2 separate regions of the Anas platyrhynchos genome follow, and region 2 is linked to region 1. Evidence: chromatin contacts called from public Hi-C data. All regions are on one chromosome and are shown on one strand. The core of a region is the stretch at or near the end of the contact, and the rest is flanking DNA. Distances in the headings are between cores, read along the strand shown.

The links. Hi-C and Micro-C count contacts between places; a contact is called where the count stands out from the background.
Region 2: a contact with region 1 is called in a Hi-C map of subcutaneous adipose tissue, with 1.9 times the contacts expected there. The contact joins the promoter of BRAF here to the enhancer-like site in region 1. A contact is called at or near these places in 3 of 8 Hi-C or Micro-C datasets (liver, skeletal muscle and subcutaneous adipose tissue).

The regions. Positions count from the first base shown.
Region 1 is chr1:60,320,428-60,326,297 of IASCAAS_PekinDuck_T2T, reverse strand. It overlaps BRAF (B-Raf proto-oncogene, serine/threonine kinase), which reads left to right. Exons shown (of 19, transcript XM_072038935.1): 13 at 1,615-1,791; 14 at 3,303-3,349; 15 at 3,948-4,066; 16 at 4,807-4,938. Among named protein-coding and RNA genes, the nearest start is that of NDUFB2, 22 kb to the right of the region's middle. Within about 2 kb of position 2,052, at least 1 of the 8 cell types and tissues checked has an H3K27ac peak or open chromatin away from gene starts, as enhancers often do.
Region 2 is chr1:60,382,115-60,388,250 of IASCAAS_PekinDuck_T2T, reverse strand. BRAF (B-Raf proto-oncogene, serine/threonine kinase) reads left to right here and starts at 2,535. Exons shown (of 19, transcript XM_072038935.1): 1 at 2,535-2,958. The coding sequence starts at 2,815.

The DNA of each region.
Region 1 (5,870 bases), core at 803-3,302:
TGGAAAATTGATGTGTTGAGCTGGGTGCCTGTGCTGGAGGAGGGTCCCCCATAAAGTGCATGGTGAAACTCCTAAGTCCATAGCTGTGGAAGTAGAGGCCTTGTGGCATATCTGTTCAGGAGAACTTAGTGGAACCCAAAGCATAGCATCAAAAATCTTGTAGTCCATACCTAGTCTGGATTTCTCCTGGCAGTCCTGTGGCTGAAGTCTAGCCCTTCTCTGTTGATCCTTTTGGCATTTACAGTAAGTGGTCAATTGTCCTATCCTTTGACCCAGACAGGCCAGATACACCCATCATCATGCCTTTCCCATTATGCTTCATCAGTACTTCCTTGAGATAGGATTTGCAAGAAATTGATTATTTTTGTTTACTCAGCAGTTTACTTGCAGTATCACTTGACAGATCCTCACACCTGAAAAGGGCACAGTTTTATAGTCTAGAACTGTCCTAGCCTGCACTGCTGAGAGGACTAACAGGGTCACAGTCAAGGCTCTCATGGTAGTTTTTTAATATAAGAAAATATAAAGAGCTGCCAACAAACAGCACAGCATACAGATTTAAGAAGTTACCACAGGTTTTAAGTTTGGTCTGTTAGGTTTCTTCAAGCAGTGAGAAGGCTGCCTTCAATACTGAGCTGTGTAGAAGGAAGATTGCTTTTTCCTCAGCCTCTGGGAAACCTAAGAAAGACTCCAGAATGCTTAGGTGCCTCATCTTTGTGATCTCTAGTTGGAATGTTTGGTGGAATCTAGTTCTTCTTCATGTCCATTTGATGACACTAAGAATGTGATTGAGTTCCTGGGGAATTAGGAGAATCTTTCAGATTTTACAATGTATCAGTAGACTCTTCAAGGCCTTGATTCTACTGGGATATCTGCTGAGATAACCTTGGGATTATGCTTTGAGAAGTTTTTATGTCTAGTTTCTTCTTCTTTGAAAGAGGTTTGATTTAATGTGACCAAATCTCTGTGGTGAACCCCAGTCTATCCCAGTACTGTTTGGAAACAAGTTCATAGAGAGTATCGTAACTTTACAGAGGTACAGTTTTCATACCTGTTCCCATGATTTTTCATGTGCTAGCTCCAGAAAGTAAATGATTTTTATCAAAGTACTAAAAAAAAATGAAGCCTTGTCAAGGAAGCATGTTGATTGTTTCTGAAGGAAAAGGTTGCATTTCCTGGAAGTCACCAAGACTGGAATTTCATTTGGGATATCCTTCTGCTTGATGGGCACCAACATGTATGGCTGAACTAAGGTTACACAAGACCAGGCCTGCCTTCAAACAATCAATGTTCCTCATAGACTTAGTGATAGCATCTTCTGAGCATTTTTCTGAGCATTCCTGTGCTGTTTTTTTTTTGCAAAATCAAGAGAAAGCAATGCTTGCTCCAGAATACCTGCTCCTTGTTAATTCAGCAATAAAGGTTATAGGCTGTAATAATTCATTAGACTGAATCTAGAAATGGATTATCTTAGGGGAAGCTGAGATTGACCGAAGACCTTCTGTTTGGAAAGATGCATTTGGTTCTGCCTGTTTATTTACATGTATTTGTTTGTTTGTTTGTTTATTTTCCCTCATCAATTTTCTCCTGATATACTTTTTTTTCCCCCAACAGGAAAACACGGCATGTGAATATCCTTCTTTTTATGGGTTATTCAACAAAGCCTCAGTTGGCTATTGTTACCCAATGGTGTGAGGGGTCAAGTTTATATCACCATCTACACATCATTGAGACCAAATTTGAAATGATTAAACTAATTGATATTGCACGACAGACTGCACAAGGCATGGAGTAAGTCTCTTATTATCTCTTTGCAAATGAGTGTTGTGACAGTGTTTGTGTATCTCTTTCACACTGTGACTGACATTGGCAAACTAGATTAGCTGTCTGTCAGTTTGCCAAGTCCAGAGTCCTGCCTTAATCAAAGTATTTGAAGAGTTTATTATTTTGATCAGTAAAATAGACTTCAGGGTCTTTTTCTGGAACATAGAGAAGTACACATAATCAAGGAATATGGTCTCTGAAAGAAGAACGCAAGTTTAACCACACTGTAATTATCTTTAATCTTGTGAGAAAAGATTTCTGTTCAAGGCTTTATGGTCTTCACAGTGCAGATAGACTTAGGGTAAGAATTTAAAAAGAAACACCCTGCAAATGAAAGTACAGAACTGTGTAAGATAACCCAGAATGCAGACAGCCCTGTTAGTGAAAAGAATGCAGTTTCTTTTATATTTCTCATAAGTGTTGTAGCTCTCTAAATAAAGTAATAGATTTCAGCATTTGAAGAAAACATAACTATTTTGTTCTAAGGACTTTGTGTTAAGTAATCCTTCCTCCCGTTGACAGCAATGGAGGGAATTGGAATTTACAAAACTAGCCCAATATTGTATGCCAAAATCAGAACACTGATGTAAGACAGAAAAATCACCCTTCAGCTGGAATGGCGATTGCAGTTAATCGTGCACTTTTTCCACTGAGTATTCAATTATATTTTCAGTCAAGAGGTTGGGAGATGTTTGCAGCAACTGGCCTCAGCCTTCTATTTGCCTGCTGATATCCCCAGGCTCCCTCTGTAGGTAGTGGAGATACAGAAACTGTTCTTTGAGTGTGATTCAAGGCAGGAACATAAAATGGGGCTTTTCCACAGATTTGTGCCACTCTCAGTGATTAAACAAAGAGCTGTGTTGCCCAATAGATTAAACAAACAGCTTTGTTGCCTAATTTAGGCTATATCTATGCTGTGGGGCAAGTACTCTCCTCTGACCTCCCTGCAGTCTATTTATCCATTCTGCAATCAGGGGTTCTCTTTTCCAGTCCCAAACTAAAAAACAGTCAGCTTGTGTCATGGGATACACATAGAGACTTGGAAACACTTTTAGGTCCCATGATTTGGAAACACCTAGGCTAAAGCTGTGACTTACCCCACAAAGTGTCATGATAGTCACCGTCAAGGCTGGGAGGCAGAGCCTTCAGCACTGAATGGCATGTCAAAAACTACTGACATTCTTTAGTTCGGATTCTGAATATTGACTTAGGCAACTGAAAAGCAGAAGTTGACGTGTAATTGCTGTTTTATTCTTCAGTAACAACAGGTTGGAGGTGGAAATCTAAGCTTTATTTTGTTTTTCTTTTCTCCTGTGACTGTTGCAAGATCTTGCATGGATTGCTGATGTTTTAGTGCTTTAACAAACGTGTGCAGTTTGGATATCTACAGAGTTTGTGTTTTGGTAATACAATGAACTTTGAGCTGTTCATTAGTGGAATAACATCTAACCCATCTAATCTATGATGTTCCTTTTCAGTTATTTGCATGCCAAGTCAATCATCCACAGAGACCTCAAGAGTAATAGTATCCTTTCCTGGAGATGTGATTCTGGAATATGACAGCATTCTTTTTTCGTTTTTCTTTTTTTATTATTATTACTAGTTTTGTTTTGTTTTTCCTGCCAGAAATGACCTTATTGAAGTGAAAACCTCTTCATGTGTGATTATTTGTTGAATTGAAATTTGGTTGAGAAGGCGTTATATAATCAGTAGAAAAGTAATGAATACTTACTATGCCTATTGCTGTGATTCCAATAACATAGCGCGTTTTGTTGCAGTTTAACAAAGAATTTCACATCATTGGGTTTCTACTTGTAATGAAAGATTTTTCCATTTCACTCGTGGAGTGTATTCAGCTTCCAGTGGTTGAGTACTTGGCGTTTCAAGAAAGTCACCTGGGCTGTAGGCTGTTCAGCACTGGCCTAGTCATTAAATATGTAACCCTACAGTACCATAATTCATCATGCTGGCTGCTTAGAACCTGTATTATATAAATTTCTTTAATCAATAATGGTAATGAATGGTTAAAACTGTTATGTCTAAAGTTGCAAGTTTTTAGCTGTTTATTGTTCTTGGAGGACAGAACCAGTACTGTTTGTTTTCCCTTAACATTTCCCACTTAGATATTTTTCTTCATGAAGACCTCACAGTAAAAATAGGTGACTTTGGTCTAGCTACAGTGAAATCACGATGGAGTGGATCTCATCAATTTGAACAGTTGTCTGGATCTATTCTATGGATGGTAAGTAAAGGGGAGGTGGTGTGTCTGTTTTAACTGATTTAAGGGTATCTGACCAAGCTTTCTCAGGCTATCCTTCCAGTGCATGGACACGTGCAAACTATCTGAAGCTGGAAAGACCAAGCAGTACTTAGAAGTTCTAAGTGAATTTCAGTTTTTCTTTAAGCATATTTTCCAATAGTCACAAAAAACAAACAAACCTCAGTGTCGTCTTCCCCTGTACTGAGGGTTAAACTGACAGGAAAAAAAATTGCCTAAGGAAGGATGTGATCAATTCAGGGTTGAGTTTTAAGGATTCACACATGGTTATTCTGAAGATGTCATGCAAACTGTTTAAATCTTCTAAGAAGTATAGTTATGACCTCTGTTGCAACTCATCTTTCTTCTTTTCCACTTGAAGAAACTGAAGGTTCTGTTAGTTGACATTATTTTCAGTGCTGTTATAATTCTAGTTTCAAAATATCTTCTTAGCCTGAACAGGGTCACTTTGTTCTGTCATAGATCAATAAAGGGATAACCAAGCTAAATAGAAGCAATGAGAGATTGGTTATTGATACAGATTTTGAGATTTGTGTCATTATCCCCTCTATATTAGAACTCAGTAACACCTGAAGCCAGGAGCGGGCCTTGCACCTCTTATACTCTGGACAAGTCCATATTTTGTTTCTGGTATGCAAGGTGCAGCCTGGCGTGGTGAAATATTTCCTTTTGTTCCTTCCTAATTGTTTTCTTTTGTGGTACAGGCACCAGAAGTTATAAGGATGCAAGACAAAAACCCGTACAGTTTTCAGTCGGATGTGTATGCGTTTGGAATTGTTCTTTATGAACTGATGACTGGACAGTTACCATACTCAAACATCAACAACAGGGACCAGGTAAAAAGAGCATGGGCTTGAAAAGGGGTTGACTTCAGTCAGCTGTGGCCTGAAGAAGAGTGATATAGTCCTGTGAAGTGCCTATTCTGTTGTTTTGTGCGTTCCATTTGTGTTTCTGATGTTCTGAGATGACGTTTCTACATTTAGATCTGCCTCAGCCACATAACACCAATTTACTCACTTCTCTCGAGGGTTTTTTTTTCTTCTTCTTTTGTTCCTTTTTTTACTTGAAGTATAGATTTTCAGATTCTGAGCTCGTTGCCAGGATACTTATTAAGGAGAGAGCAGGTTACTTAATAGTAATCTAGTTTAGAATAGTTCTGCAAAGCAGAAACGATTCTCTGTATGTTCAGTTACTCCTCTTTCTTTTCCACCTCCTGAACCGCCTTGAATAACAGCTCAGGAACAGGACTGACAAAATGGAATGGCAATCATCTCAGTGAGTGTTCCATATTCATTCCAGTCTTGAGAAATGCATGCACCATCTAATGGAGTTTCAGGATATCAGCATTTCTCAAATTCTGCTTGATGGAGCATATGACTTTCCAGAGTGTTTGAATCCTGTAAGATTACTTAATTGTGAACAAATATTCCATAAGTCTAATGATACCCCACGCCTGTAATATGTCTTCACAGGATAGGCATGTTCGGGAAGGCTTGTCTGATTTATCATTTCTCTGTCAAATCTGGAAATAGGATCTATGCATCAAGACCTTTGGTGTAAACTATTCCTTATCTGGCTGGTGATATATTTATGTTGTATCTGTGTCCGCATCCCTTGTTTTTTTTCACTGTCAGTACTTGAGAATTGCAACCATAGCAACGTTCATCTGTGAATGCCATTTTATAAGGCTGCTTCCATATTTGTCGGAACACTTCATTCCAATTCATCAGATTTGGAGTGACTCCTCTTTTTGTATTTTTTTTCTGTT
Region 2 (6,136 bases), core at 1,286-3,785, 61 kb before region 1:
GAAAGCCACAGTTCAAAATTAATTTATCTTTCATCATGATGGAATAAGCATAGACACCAAAGGTTCCACCACATAGAAGTGTAAGAAATTCCATTTACCATCAGATGTGCATTCTCCCAAACAAAGGAGAGTATAGCATAAGTGACAGATTTCTGCCTCCTTCCTGCACAACCAAATTTTACAATAGTATTATGTTCTTTATTAAAAATTAAAAAATGAAAAATGTTCTGTTTACCTCATGTATCTTGATGTTAACTTGTTGCTGTGTTCCTAGTTTTGATCACCAGTTGTCATTAGGGTTCAGAATTGTAGCTCTTCATGTGGAACATCAAATGTAACAACAGAATTTAGCAAATGTGGTTTATGTGAATACAAAACCGGAAAAGAAAAAAACAACAACAACAACAACAACAACAAAACAGAAGCTCAGGAATGAAGGGATGCAATATTATTAAAAGCACTAGGAAAGACATTGTAAGTTACAGATTGATAATAGCCTACTAACTCTACTGTTAGCTATGTCCTGGAGATAAATTGCTTGAGAAATAAAACAAGAGCTGTGTGTATGTTCTGTACATTGTGACTAAATTACCCCTTGGTGTAAATTTCTTTGAAATGATGGCACTTAATCTGCTGGCTGACACATATTACTCTGTTAGCTTTGCCATTAACATCAATGAGATGTGTACTGGGAGAGCCACTTCAGATTACCTTTGCCTTCTTTCCCTGAGAAGTTCAGGGAAATTTGTCCCAGGGAGATTTGACCTCAGCACATGTGTTATTTTTCACAGTCCGTGCACACTTTCCACTACCATTACGAATTCTCATCTCATAGCAGGATTTGCTGATAATTATCCTCTTCAGTAAAGTGGCTATTAGAGAGAAATCTCTCAACTCGGCGAGCTGCTAATATTGTACATTTGATTCTTGCATTTGTGCAACCGTTTTGGTGACTGCACTGCAGGCCACCTGTCATAAAAAAATCCTAGACTTCTGTATGAGGAGGGTGTAATCTGTCAGATAAAATCCCTTTAGATGTTAATGAGATCATTTTGGTTATTTCTCATTTGTGTTCCTGTGTTTAATACTGTGTAGCTTTGTGTAGAAAAGACCCACTGCTAAATTCATGTCCAAAGCTTCATCTCTCATATTATGGGATCTCATATTGTAGACGACATGGTATTTTTGATGAGTTCATACTGTAAATAAATGTTGCATTTATTTACCAGTTTGCACCACTACTGTTACCGAACTGAATTCTAAATGCTTTGACACGCTGGTGGCCCCTGTGTGAAAGGTGAAATATAAATCCCAAGTCTGTCATCAGGATTATTACCCTAAGCAGTTGTATGGTTCAGTGTTCACAACCGAAGCAAAACAAAGATAAGAATGTTTGCACTTGCATGTTTCAAGTTAGTGTTTTAATTGACTACTGTAAGATAGATCAAGTTGTGATGTAACAGCCTTTACGTGCTCTGAGATCGTTGTTCTGATGCGCCAGCTCTTCTTTGCAACCCATTAAAATATAGTTACCAATTTCGTGTTTCTCATAAAAGCGTTTTCAGCAAGAAAGCAACTTAAAACACCTGAGTGAGCGAATGCAGTGTGTGTTAGCAGCATTGCAGTGGGTGTGGCATGCAGTGACTGGACACGGGGCAGGTTTTTTTGCTTTAAACAGCCGTGTGCTGTCCCTGGGGGGGATCAGGGCCGTGCTGGCCATGTCTGCAAGAGCACAGCAGGGCAGCTGCTCCCCCAGCACGAGCATTGGGGAGCAGCGGTGGCTTCCAGCTCCTGAGCCTGTAGGGGCATTTCGTGTGCCAGCCCCGCTCCTCTGCCATTCCCAGCAGAGGATGGAGGCACCTTGCAGCTCCCACCCTGCGAGCTGATGTTTTTCTCCAGAAAACCTGGCTATCTGTGAAGGAAATACACGTCAGGGTGGACACACATTTGGGAAGCGGGGTCTGCTTCAAGCCCCCAGATGAGGCAGAGCTGGCTGGGTGACGGGAGAGATGTGTGGAAGCGTTCGCACTGTGCGCTGTGTCACACGGTGAATTTTTGGGGTGGCGTGTGTGGTGCCAGGAGGTGGACTGGGTGATCCCTGTGGGTTCCTTGCAGCTCGGGCTGCTCTGTGCCTCTCTGAGACTACCTGGGGGAGCTGAGGGGCCTGAAAACGCAGCACCGGGCTGCGGCAGGGCAAGGCCTAAACATCATTGGGAAAGACAGAGATGCTTTTAGCAACTATTTTAACTGGAGTGGGTGAAGCTCCTTCAGAGGAAACCGCCACATTGATCCCTGTTGGCAGCACCACAGCCTTCCACCCAGCCAGGGCCGGTGCCCAGCACCCCGCCCGCCTCAGCCTCAGCCCCCGCCCCCGCCGCCATTATAGGGGGGGTGCGGCCGGCAGGGGGCGCTGCGGCGCGGGAAGGCGGGAGGAGGGCGGGGGGCTGAGGGGGCGTGGCTTAACGGGGGGGTGCGAGTGGGCGTGGCCGCGGCCGCGCGGGTTCCCGTGGCGACGGGTGGTCGCGCCGTGACGTCAGGGTGTTTCCCGGTGACGCCGGGGCGGGCGCAGGCGCCGGGCGGGCGCTCGGCGGCGGCAGCGGCGGCAGCGACAGCAGCGGCGGCGGCGACTGCGGGTGACGTCACGGGCCCGGGCGTGCCGCGCCGCCGGGAGCTGCCCCGGGATCCCCGCGCTGCGCCCCCCTCCCCCTTCCCCCCCTCCCCTCCCCTCCCGTCCCGCTCCGGGTCCCGGCTGGGCCCGTCCCGGCGGCGCCCGCCCCGCCCCCGCCCCCGCCCCCCCCGGCGCGGGCAGCCAAGATGGCGGCGCTGAGCGGCGGCGGCGCTGAGGGGGCCGCGCTCTTCAACGGCGACGCCGACCCCGAGCCCCCCGCGGCCGCGGCCGCTGCCCTCGCCGCCTGCTACGGCGCGGGGGGAGGCGGGGACCCGGCCATCCCCGAGGAGGTGAGGACATAAGGGGGGGACAGGGAACGGGGGGGGGGGCGGCTCTCATCGCATCGCCTCACGGGGCTGGTGCGGCTCTGCATGGGGGTGAATTGCCATAAAAACCCCAAAATCATGCAAATCCCCGTGGAATGGTTTCACCGACCGGCGTGTTTTGTGGCCCTGTGGTATCAGCACGGCTGAGGGGGTCAGCAGACGGCAGGGGAGGGGAGGGGAGAGCAGAGAGCTGTGGCAGGAGACGGGGGTTGTTCAGAGCAGCCCTCATGCCAAAGGAGGTGGCACCTCCAAAATGTTTCAGCGTGGGTTGGCAGGTTTGACCCCAAATGCTAAATTACATGCTGCAGGGTTTTGTCCTCCTGCTTTTCTTTCCCTTGAATATCTTATGGCCCTGCGTGAGAGGAAGAGCAGCAGCCTGGTACCTGGCACGCCCGCTGGCCGAGAGGCTGCCCCGTCCCAGCCATGGGTCCATACACACGTGGTTAAGGAGCCTGTGGCCTTTGCTGTGTTATCTACAAGTTGGAAATAATGAAACACGCGGGTCTAAGGCAGAGCCGGTGCTAAAATTTCTGCTTTTTGAAGCGGTTTTGTTCTCCAGTCAACTCGTTCTTCCTTAAGTCATAGGTAATTAACTTTTGTTTATGGCTTAAGCACTCGTATTACGTCAGCTAAAAGTAGTTTTGATAAAACTCAAGACCAAAAAATTGCTGATAAGGTTAAAATAGAAGCCGTCCTTAATACAAAAACAAGCCGACATAAACTCTAATGCAAATTTGAGGTAACTTAAGTCAGAAGAATACTGAGGTGCACATAACTGACTCATGGCTCTAATAGAAGTGCCAGTTTTAGTGTTTTGTTTTGTTTCTTCAAGAGAACGTAAGCCTGGGCTTTAGGAGTAACCTTGCTGTGGGAGTGCATCAAGGAGCGTAACTTGGCTTATTTGGAGGGGATGCCAGGACAGGTTTTAGTTCCACGGCCGTTCAGGAAATGCCCTCCTGGCCTCTGGGAGGAAAGCCTCACGTTCTGCACTGAGCCTCTCGTTTTAAGAGGCGGGTAACCAAGAAGAGTCTTTGACAGCTCTTGAAGTAAGCGGACACAAACTCGTCAGCTGAAGTCCTCTGGTAAAGGAGGTGTTATGTATCAAGATCATAATCAAGTGTTGGTTGAAACTACAGCAGCATTATTTACCGACTCAAGGCTCGGGGCTTTGCAAAACAAGTTGACGCCGTATCGTTCAAATCATGGCCAACTTGTAGTCGAACAATGAATGTAGTGCTTCAGAAGTTGCCTTTTCTATCCTGAGAGCTGGTACTAAAAATCTTCAAATAACAAAGTCATTACATAAGAGTATAATAATTGCTAAAGCAATTTTTTTCAACATTATGATTGAAGATTAGGAAGAACGCTTGCGTGTGCGCTTATACAAACAGAACACTTGGGAAATAAATCCTTATGCCACCAAAAAGTACCTGAAAAGAGTAGGGGCAAGTGAATCCAGGAGGAAATTTTCTCTTCCCCTCATCATCCTGCTTCTGGTATTAGGAGGCCTGCGATGAGTGCTGGCATCCAGAGGCTTGGAGGCTGGCCTTTGGCAACCCCATGATGAGTTGTCAGGACTAGAGACTGTCTGGATGGAAGGTTTTCAGAGTGTTGTGGGGTTGCTGATGTAGTAAAGTGCGTGAGACAGCCGGGAGGAGAGGCTCTGATCTTGTTGCTAGAGATTATTTACACCAATATTAAATAATTCAAATGGGATTTTCTGTACTTGGAGCTTTGTGCCCTCAAGTGCTCTTTGGAAGGCAAAAATGACTGGAAGCTGTGAACCGAGCCCCTGAGCTGATCTCTTCCTAGGTGGCAATGCTGGAGTTGATCCTGCATAAATACTAGTTATATATTTAGAAACCTTAATCTTGCAAAACATTTTTAAGAAGAAGGAAAAAAAAAATAGAATGAAAAGATGCCTCTGAACTTAAATAACTGGTAGGATCTCATAAAGTAGCGTTGGTATGATAAGAAAAGTCGGCGTTAATTTTTGTTGCAGTAGCACTTGGGGAATCTATCATGCAGGGAATTAGAATAACTTTTAATACGATTCACTGAAGAGTTGACAATTAAATGTGCAGCTTCTTTGGAAAGTTGGAAAGAGAAGCATTTTTTACTTTGTTGCTTTTGAAATTCAACATGAAATGTATTCCCAAAATTGCAATTAAGTTTCATTGCACTTGTGTTCAGTGACTGAGCTAAGTTTACAGTCAGGATTGCCATCCCATTTAACTGTGAGGACAAGTTATGCTTCGGCTGGAGATGAAGCATCTCATGGCCAGTGTTCTGCAGGAGCGTATCTCAAAAGATAGCACAAGAGTTATGTTTTGCACAGCAGCAGAAAGGCCTTTGCTGAGCACTTGGTCGGTCTTCGGGCTGCAGCTTCAAGCAGTACGTGGTCCACCTGGGGAGGGTCTAGAGAAAAGGAACGAGAGGTTAGATCAGACCTTTGAGGAAAGACTGAAAAAATTGAGGTCGTTTAAAAAAAGAAATGGAAATTGTCGAAGATGCCAAGAAGAGAACAAATAACTTGTTCTCTGGGTTGATGGTCATGAGTGCTGGGTGTAGTGATTTTAAATGGTAGCAGGAGATTGTTTCAGGTTACTATCAGTCCTTTTCCTTTATGACTAGGGATAGTGAAGCAGGAAAGTAGACTTAAATTATCTGAAAAATGCCTCCACGGACAAACATATGTCAGGAATGATGGGGGAGAGTTGAGCTGGCTGTAGAAAAGACAGTGATTTTGATAACCTCTTGTCTTTTTCTCCTTAGGCTTAAAGGACTTGAGTTTAGTGGGGGTGTTTTAAAAAAAAAAAATCTGCTTATGCTGTTTTACCCAAAAGGCAATGGGATTAACAGCTGTGTTCTGTAGTAGCTCTTTTGATTACACAAAACTTGCTTAATAGACCGCTAGGGCCTGAAAAGTTCGGCTGTCTCAGGGGATTTGCCTTCAGCCTGTGTGGATACCCATAGCTCGGATACAAGGCGCTTGGTGCCGAGTTCTGTTGTGAATTGATGTTGGTGCTTCAGCTGCTAGTGCTATTTCTACTTGTACTTTGTTGTAGTTGTTAAAGATGCCTTATTTTTAAAGCTGTTCTAATAATATCTTTCTTGACACTTGTTTTAGCTAGGAAAGGCA